Regions from separate parts of the Mus musculus genome. Here region 2 is linked to region 1. Evidence: chromatin contacts called from public Hi-C data. All regions are on one chromosome and are shown on one strand. The core of a region is the stretch at or near the end of the contact, and the rest is flanking DNA. Distances in the headings are between cores, read along the strand shown. Region 1 has its middle 19 kb from the start of Vps4b. Region 2 overlaps Serpinb5 (serine (or cysteine) peptidase inhibitor, clade B, member 5).

Region 1 (3,582 bases), core at 792-3,291:
CATATGGCTCACAGTCTTTAAGTCCAGCTTCAGGGATCTGCCACAGTCCTCGGCCATCTGTAGGCACTGCTTGCTTGTAATGCAGACATAACATGGAAGCAGAACACACACACACACACACAAAAGGAAAATAAAAGTTATTTTAAGTTATTTTCAACCAATCACAGACCTATTTCAAAATAACAGCGTTAGGAAACTTACAAAGCCACTACAACTTCATTTATCTCCACATGCACAAGTGAGTTCTTCTAGGATCGATAAAGCAACAGAGATGAGTACGGCCCCACCCTCTATGCCAGATGCAAGTCTGCATGGAGCGGACGGAGAGATGGGTCTCACACTCATGACAAGCTGCTCCCAGTGGCTTCTTGTACTCCTGCCTGCTGCGCACAGCAGCTTCTGCTATTGTGGAGGAAAACAGACCGAGCACGGACCTCTATTCTCACACTCACTGTCCAGCGCACCACTCTGGCTTTTCTTCTCCCTGTGAACCTTAGCAAGGGTGTTCCCAGCAGAGATGAACTTCTGAACTGAGTGAAGGGGGACAAAACAAAAGCAACACTAACATCCTTGAAAGGTCTTCAGGGAGAATCTGCACACGCCCTGCACCTGCACTCCGCGAGCTGAGTCCCTGAGCCCCAGGGCTCATGAGAGCCTCTGAAACTACAGATGCATCCCATCCCACCACACCCGGCTGTTGTTTAGCCTCTCGTGTCTATGTTTTCCTTACCACGCTACCTATCTCTAAAATGGCTTGGTATTTTAAATCGGTCCCTCAAAGCCAAACGTAATTACGGTACTCGAGACCATTGTGCATGGTGGAGATGTGTTTTGGCGTTTATGCTTGACTCCTGGGGAACAGAATAGGAATGAAAGTCTTGGTGATTTCGAAGTGAGACCCAAGGACAGTCTCACTTCAGTGCTTTCAAATTTACTCTTATCTTAAAACAAGATCAGTGATTCCTGCTTTATAAGGTTGCTGCAAAGATGAGAGGCAGTTGGTTGGGTTTGTGGCTGTAATGGATGCTCAGTGAATGGGGGTGGGGACGTTCCACCATTACTTTTACCTCTTTGAAACACTTAATAGCAAGAAATAGCATTTTGTTCCTAACAGAAAAATGAAAACAACTTTACAGCTATGGGCCTAGGGCAGTGATTCTCAACCTTCCTAATGTTGTGACCCTTTAATACCGTCCCTCTGGTTGTGGGGACCCCCACCCATCATATCATTTCATTAGTGCTTCGTAACTGTAATGTTCCTACTGCTACGGATCGTCATGTAAAATTCTGATATGCATGCTGCCTGCTATGAGAACCCCTGGGGGGTCGGGACCCACAGGCTGAGAACCAGCACATCAGTGTGTCTACCACAGCATAGAACCTTCTCTGATAGAGACTGTTGAGCATAAAAGTTTAGGGAGACTTACTCCTGGCCTCTGTTGGAAGAGCTTTGTACTGGCTAGTTTTGTGTCAACTTGACCCATCTGGAGTTATCACAGAGAAAGGAGCTTCAGTTGAGGAAATGCCTCCATGAGATACAACTGTAAGGCATTTTCTCAATTAGTGATCAAGGGGGAAAGGCCCCTGTGGGTGGGACCATCTCTGGGCTGGTAGTCTTGGGTCTATAAGAGAGCAGGCTGAGCAAGCCAGGGGAAGCAAGCCAGTAATGAACATCCCTCCATGGCCTCTGCATCAGCTCCTGCTTCCTGACCTGCTTGAGTTCCAGTCCTGACTTCCTTGGTGATGAACAGCAGTATGGAAGTGTAAGCCGAATAAACCCTTTCCTCCCCAACTTGCTTCTTGGTCATGATGTTTGTGCAGGAATAGAAACCCTGACTAAGACAAGCTTTATTTTACTCAGGTACATGGAACGATGCCTTTGTGGTGTATTGCAGTTAGACCTTGCAGTTATTTCCGACATGTAACACCCATGGGTCCCACGGGTCTTTAGGTCAGTTCCCACAGGCTCTGAGCTAGAGCTATGCTGCTGACTGAATGGGGCTTCTTCAGCTCAGGACTTTCTTCTGTCATAGTTTAGGTTCCTCTTTGTCATCGTGATCCCTGCAGAGCAGGGTCTTAATGCTCTGGGCTTCTGCATTTTTACCGCACTGTGGATTCTGTTGGATGTTTCCTCTTTCTTTTAGTAAAACAGAATAGCACGCATGTGTGTGCCATCTCTTGGTCTCCCAGTTAACAGCACAATTCTCTGAAAATTGTAAAGCTTCCATATTTTGCCAGCGGGGTTTGCTTCTGGGGCTGACTTCTAGCTAAGTGATTTACCCCTCATCAAGCACAGTTCACTCGCTGGTTTGGGAACTAGAATTTCCTGTTGACACTTGCAAGTGGGTGAACCTTTCTAAGAATCTTGTCTTATCACTTTCCCTAAAACCTCCATATCCACGCACTAGTCCTGTTCTCAGAGTTCGTAACCCATTCCTATTGAAAGAAGCCAGCATTGTGCAATAGTGTGTGACAAGAGTGAGCAGTGGTCCAGTGACTCGTGCAGGGATGGGCTGGCTACTCAGAGGAACCAAATCCTGAGCTGCCTTCTCAACAGGAGGGAAGATTCTGCTCTTGCTGAGGCCAAAAGAAAACTGAGTTTTCACATTGCAGCTGAGTTTCGAGGTGGTGTGTCCTTCCAAGCAGACCCCTTCTAATGCTCTAAGAAAGGCTTTGAGCTGTCTAACTGAAGTCTGGATTCAAACCTAGAACTTGAGAATTCTAAGCCTAGAGATAGCCATGTCCTCCACTCCACAGTGAGCAGGCATAGCATATAAAATCACATCACCATTATTTCTAAGATGTAATTGTATTATAATGCCCATGGGTTACATGATCTGTGTACAATGCCCCTCTTTTTTGTTTGAGAAATTTAGAAGGAGCTTGGAGGGTTACATGGCTCTCACGTAATAATCAACCCAGTATACATCTCTTGATTGACATGTTGGCTGCTTGGATCAATTACATGATACTTTACACTCTGTGGTCTTTGAAGAGATCTGGCTTATGAATAAGCTAATGTCTCCATGCCCCTCCAAAGTATATCTCTTGACCTAGATCTGCCATTTTGGGAGCTCTTATGATATCCATTTTCTAGTGTTTCTTACTTGTTCCTGGCACAGAAAAACTGCTTTGTGCTGGGGTAGTTCTTCCCTTAGTAGGGATAGTATACTTTCTCCTTTAAGAGGCAACTTGAACCTTTTGCTTCTAAAAAGCCCCACCATTTAAAAGATAGGCCCACAAACATGAGAACTGAGCACTGCTGTGCTTTTATGCCTTTGTGAATAATGTGGCCTGGCTGTGTGTTTAATAACTATGGATGCCTTGTCAGAGTAATATATAGAAAAAGTTTGTGGTTAACTCTAGAAGCCTGTGTGTGTGTGTGTGTGTGTGTGTGTGTGTGTGTGTGTCTTTGTGTATGTCTGTGTGTGTCTGTGTGTCTGTGTGTGTCTGTGTGTGTATGTGTGTCTGTGTGTGTGTGTGTGTGTGTCTGTGTGTGTGTGTCTGTCTGTGTGTGTATGTCTCTGTGTGTGTGTGAGTGTCTGTGTGTGTGTGTCTGTGTGTGTGTCTGTGTGTGTGTGT
Region 2 (3,372 bases), core at 463-2,962, 68 kb before region 1:
ATATTATGACTACAAGCAGACTGGGCATTTGACAATGGAGATGGAAGTTCAGTAGTGGAGATAGCACCCATGATATCACATATGACTCACTTTAGACTGTGAGGACCTCCTCCTGCTACTCCATGGCCAGCCCTCGCCTTACATACAATCCTAACAAATAAATGAACCCTTAGCTTCCTTGCTAGCACACCTTCAAAGCCACAAGTAGGGCCAACAGAAGAAGTGAGAGGAAGGATAGGGACCTGACACATGTGGTGTTCATAATCAAAAGATGAAAAGTTTGCCCCAACCATAGTTGGCAGGAAAAAAAGAAATTAATAAATTGCACCTCCCCGAGAAAGTCCAGTTGGTTTTAAGTATTAACTGGAGAAAAAACTTGGAAGTAGGAGACTTTGGGGATATTTAAGTGAAATGATGCATGTGTACAGTCATTAAAACAAGCAGAAAAGTGGTGTGTTTTCCCCAAGTTTGATTTAGATTGTAAAATTCAATATAACAAAATTAAAATTCAAAAGAAAAAAAGACCTACTAGTCATGGCAAAGACTGACCTCTCAGCTTGTGTGTGATGTTCCCCAGCCACTGCCATATGTCATATGGACGTTTCTAGAAATGAACAAGCTTAGAAACCTAAGTCAGAATTGGGTCCTTTCTGATAGAAAATTTCCCTATCCTCCATAGTTAGGTCTGCCAGAGACCCACGACTCACAGGAAAAGGTGGTAGGAGTGGGCTTCTTTCCTACTTTTTCCCACCACACATATCCTTCTGTTCCACTCCAAATACAAAGAGTGTGGAGAAAAGAAGAGGTAGAAGGCCTTGTTGGATTGGAGCCACTGTGGTATGCTATCAGGATGAGAGGAGCCAAATGTTAGCTCATGTGCACAGTGTCCTCTTGGGACTCTAAAGACCATCTAATCCAACTGGAACCCATGTCCCAACCAGATAGGTCCTCTAAGCAGGCTCTGCCAAAAATAAGCAATCAAACAAAATTTAGGTCTCATTACAGCTGACAGAAAGAAGACATCCTTCCTTCATCCTCTAGTGCAGTTCCAAACCATTCTTCTTCCTCTGCTTCCGGGATGCTCTTTCTGGATCTGTCTTTTAGCAAGTGCCATGCTGATATCTCCTAAGTCACTCTAGGTATAGTGTACTGGATAACACTATTCAGGGAGGAGGGGTCTTTTCCCATGCAGGTATTAACCAGACCAAGAGATGCTCTCTCAGTAGTAATAAGAAAAATATCCCCTAGAGGGCAGACGTTGTCTATGAATGGAAACCACCAATGTAGCCTATCCCAGGGAGACACTGACCAAAACTGTCAGTGCTTTCCAAGTTCTGGGACCCACCCACCTGAAGCTCCCTGAGCCCTTGGCCAGGAGGCACCAGGCTCTTCCCTCCTCTCCACACTCACGTGCCTTTCCCAGAATTAGCCCATATTTTATTTATAAGTTGGAAGGAGGAAATGAGCAAGAGTGGGGAGCTTGTACAAGTGACCGTTTTCCTTTTACAAAACAAAAAGAAAACACATTGGAGGATGTTAAAAGTAATTAAAAAGAAATGAACGTGTCACTAAAGGAAAATGCACAAACTAAGGAAAACACCACAAACGTATGGATCGTAGTAAAGTTCCATTCTGAGGAAGAACCCAAAGAGAAAAGAACTGGAGAGGAACTGCATGTCCTCTTGAGTGGCTGTGGTTTCAACTTGGAAGGGCTTGAATGATTCTGACACAATCTGGCCTTCTCTTTGTTCGATTACTCAGAGTGCAAGAACCAATGGCCAGGGAGAAGGGAGAACAGCAAGGACATGACTCGTTTGTATTCTTTTTACTCCACATTAACCTAGAAGGGATTTACACATATAAATGCTTCTAATAAATAGGTGTCTTGGTTCTATTTCAAGATAGTAATTCTAAGCCAATAGAGCAAGAACAAGGCACATAATTCAATAATATTTTATTATCAATAGCACAGAAAAGAAGTCACCATTGAACCTTTGGAGGAAAAAAAAACCCTATTTACAATAAATGGCAAGAAATTGGGTAAGGAAAGACACATAAGAAAAACTGCAGCAAATACTTCCTTTTGGTGGCAACTTTAAAATTAGGTTGCAACATAACTGACTTACCAGAACCATTTTATAAATTATTTATGTAGACTACACACTGTTATCTGAAGTCGTTAGGTTTGTAAACTGAGAAAATATATGCCAAAGAACTATGTGTACCTAAATAGTGTTGCTTGTATTTTCTGAAGGTTTGAGATCCCTTCTCTTTCTCCACTGCCGCATTAGACAAAAAAGGAAAGTTCCTTTAATGGCCACAAAACTCTTAGCATCACGAGACTTCCTGTAGATTTTAAGTTGCTGGCGCTGGAGATGTCAGGGACCTTGTGATCTGGTTAGAAGCCTGCCAGCAACAACATTGCCCAAATGACCACATGGGAGATCTAGGAAAAATGAAAGCCAACTTTTGTAAAAGCTGAGCTTTCCCTTAGGGTCTTAGTCTTCAGCTAAAATAGGCCCAGAATTCTTTATCCAACACTCCAAGATCTAGAATGTTCTTCAAAGTGTTTCCATGAGCTGATAACATACTCATTTTTCAGGGAAAAAATTGATCACTTATGAACTATCTTTATGTACTTGTTTTGTGTGAATAGTCTATATTTATGGAACAAATATTAAGGTATTGGTTGATAGGGTGATAGTCCATATGCTATTTGTGGAGTTCCATGATATATAGTATTTACAACATGTCATCTTTCTATAATCTCCAATTAGGATATTGAAGAAAACTGTTTCTTAAGGTTTAACATGGAGACTTCTAGACCTACAGTATTGTGACATGTACACAAATTCACTTTAAAAAGGTACTTGGTGAACCCTATACTCTTGTTCTTAAGAGTTGAAGGAAGTGGAGATCTCTAGAACATTCTTTATCTCAGTAATGCAGAGCCCTGAGAATAATGTCCCCCACATCATCCCTATAGAAGTTCCTCCCTTGAAGACTGCATTTTTATCCATAGCTCTGAATGCTTTGACAAATGAAGAGCACATATTTTCTAAAGTGATTCCCTTTCCCAACAAGTATTCGCTGTTTTCTTTGACAAAGGAAAACAAGGAAGAATTAGGAAAAGGGGTGTCTGTTAGTGTGAAGGTTACATATGACAAATGTGGACTGCTTCCTGATTCAGCAACATTTACAATTTATTGTATAGAAAGTGATTGTCTGGATACAAAGTTTACAGAGCTCTGCGACTACAGACAAGTTCCCTGAGACTTGGCAAGGCCCTGCCAGCTAAGGAGAACAGAATTTGCCAAAGAAAATGATGTTTCGAGTTTTGTTGTGTCTAATGATATAAATAAATGGATGGTC

The links. Hi-C and Micro-C count contacts between places; a contact is called where the count stands out from the background.
Region 2: a contact with region 1 is called in a Hi-C map of bone marrow-derived macrophages, with 4 times the contacts expected there. The contact joins two enhancer-like sites. A contact is called at or near these places in 34 of 484 Hi-C or Micro-C datasets (the 3T3-L1 cell line, 3T3-L1-derived adipocytes, the AML12 cell line and 25 more), 5 of 115 datasets of contacts at active chromatin or transcription factors (the NIH/3T3 cell line, bone marrow-derived macrophages, embryonic stem cells and 2 more) and 1 of 9 other capture datasets (bone marrow-derived macrophages).

What each region holds. Positions count from the first base shown.
Region 1 is chr1:106,813,965-106,817,546 of GRCm38.p6, reverse strand. No RefSeq gene overlaps it. Among named protein-coding and RNA genes, the nearest start is that of Vps4b, 19 kb to the right of the region's middle. Within about 2 kb of position 2,041, at least 39 of the 459 cell types and tissues checked have an H3K27ac peak or open chromatin away from gene starts, as enhancers often do. A contact at or near this core is called in bone marrow-derived macrophages and granulocyte-monocyte progenitors, where this site is marked.
Region 2 is chr1:106,881,916-106,885,287 of GRCm38.p6, reverse strand. Serpinb5 (serine (or cysteine) peptidase inhibitor, clade B, member 5) reads right to left here. Exons shown (of 7, transcript NM_009257.4): 7 at 1,940-3,372. The coding sequence ends at 3,295. Among named protein-coding and RNA genes, the nearest start is that of Serpinb5, 22 kb to the right of the region's middle. Within about 2 kb of position 1,712, at least 33 of the 459 cell types and tissues checked have an H3K27ac peak or open chromatin away from gene starts, as enhancers often do. A contact at or near this core is called in bone marrow-derived macrophages and granulocyte-monocyte progenitors, where this site is marked.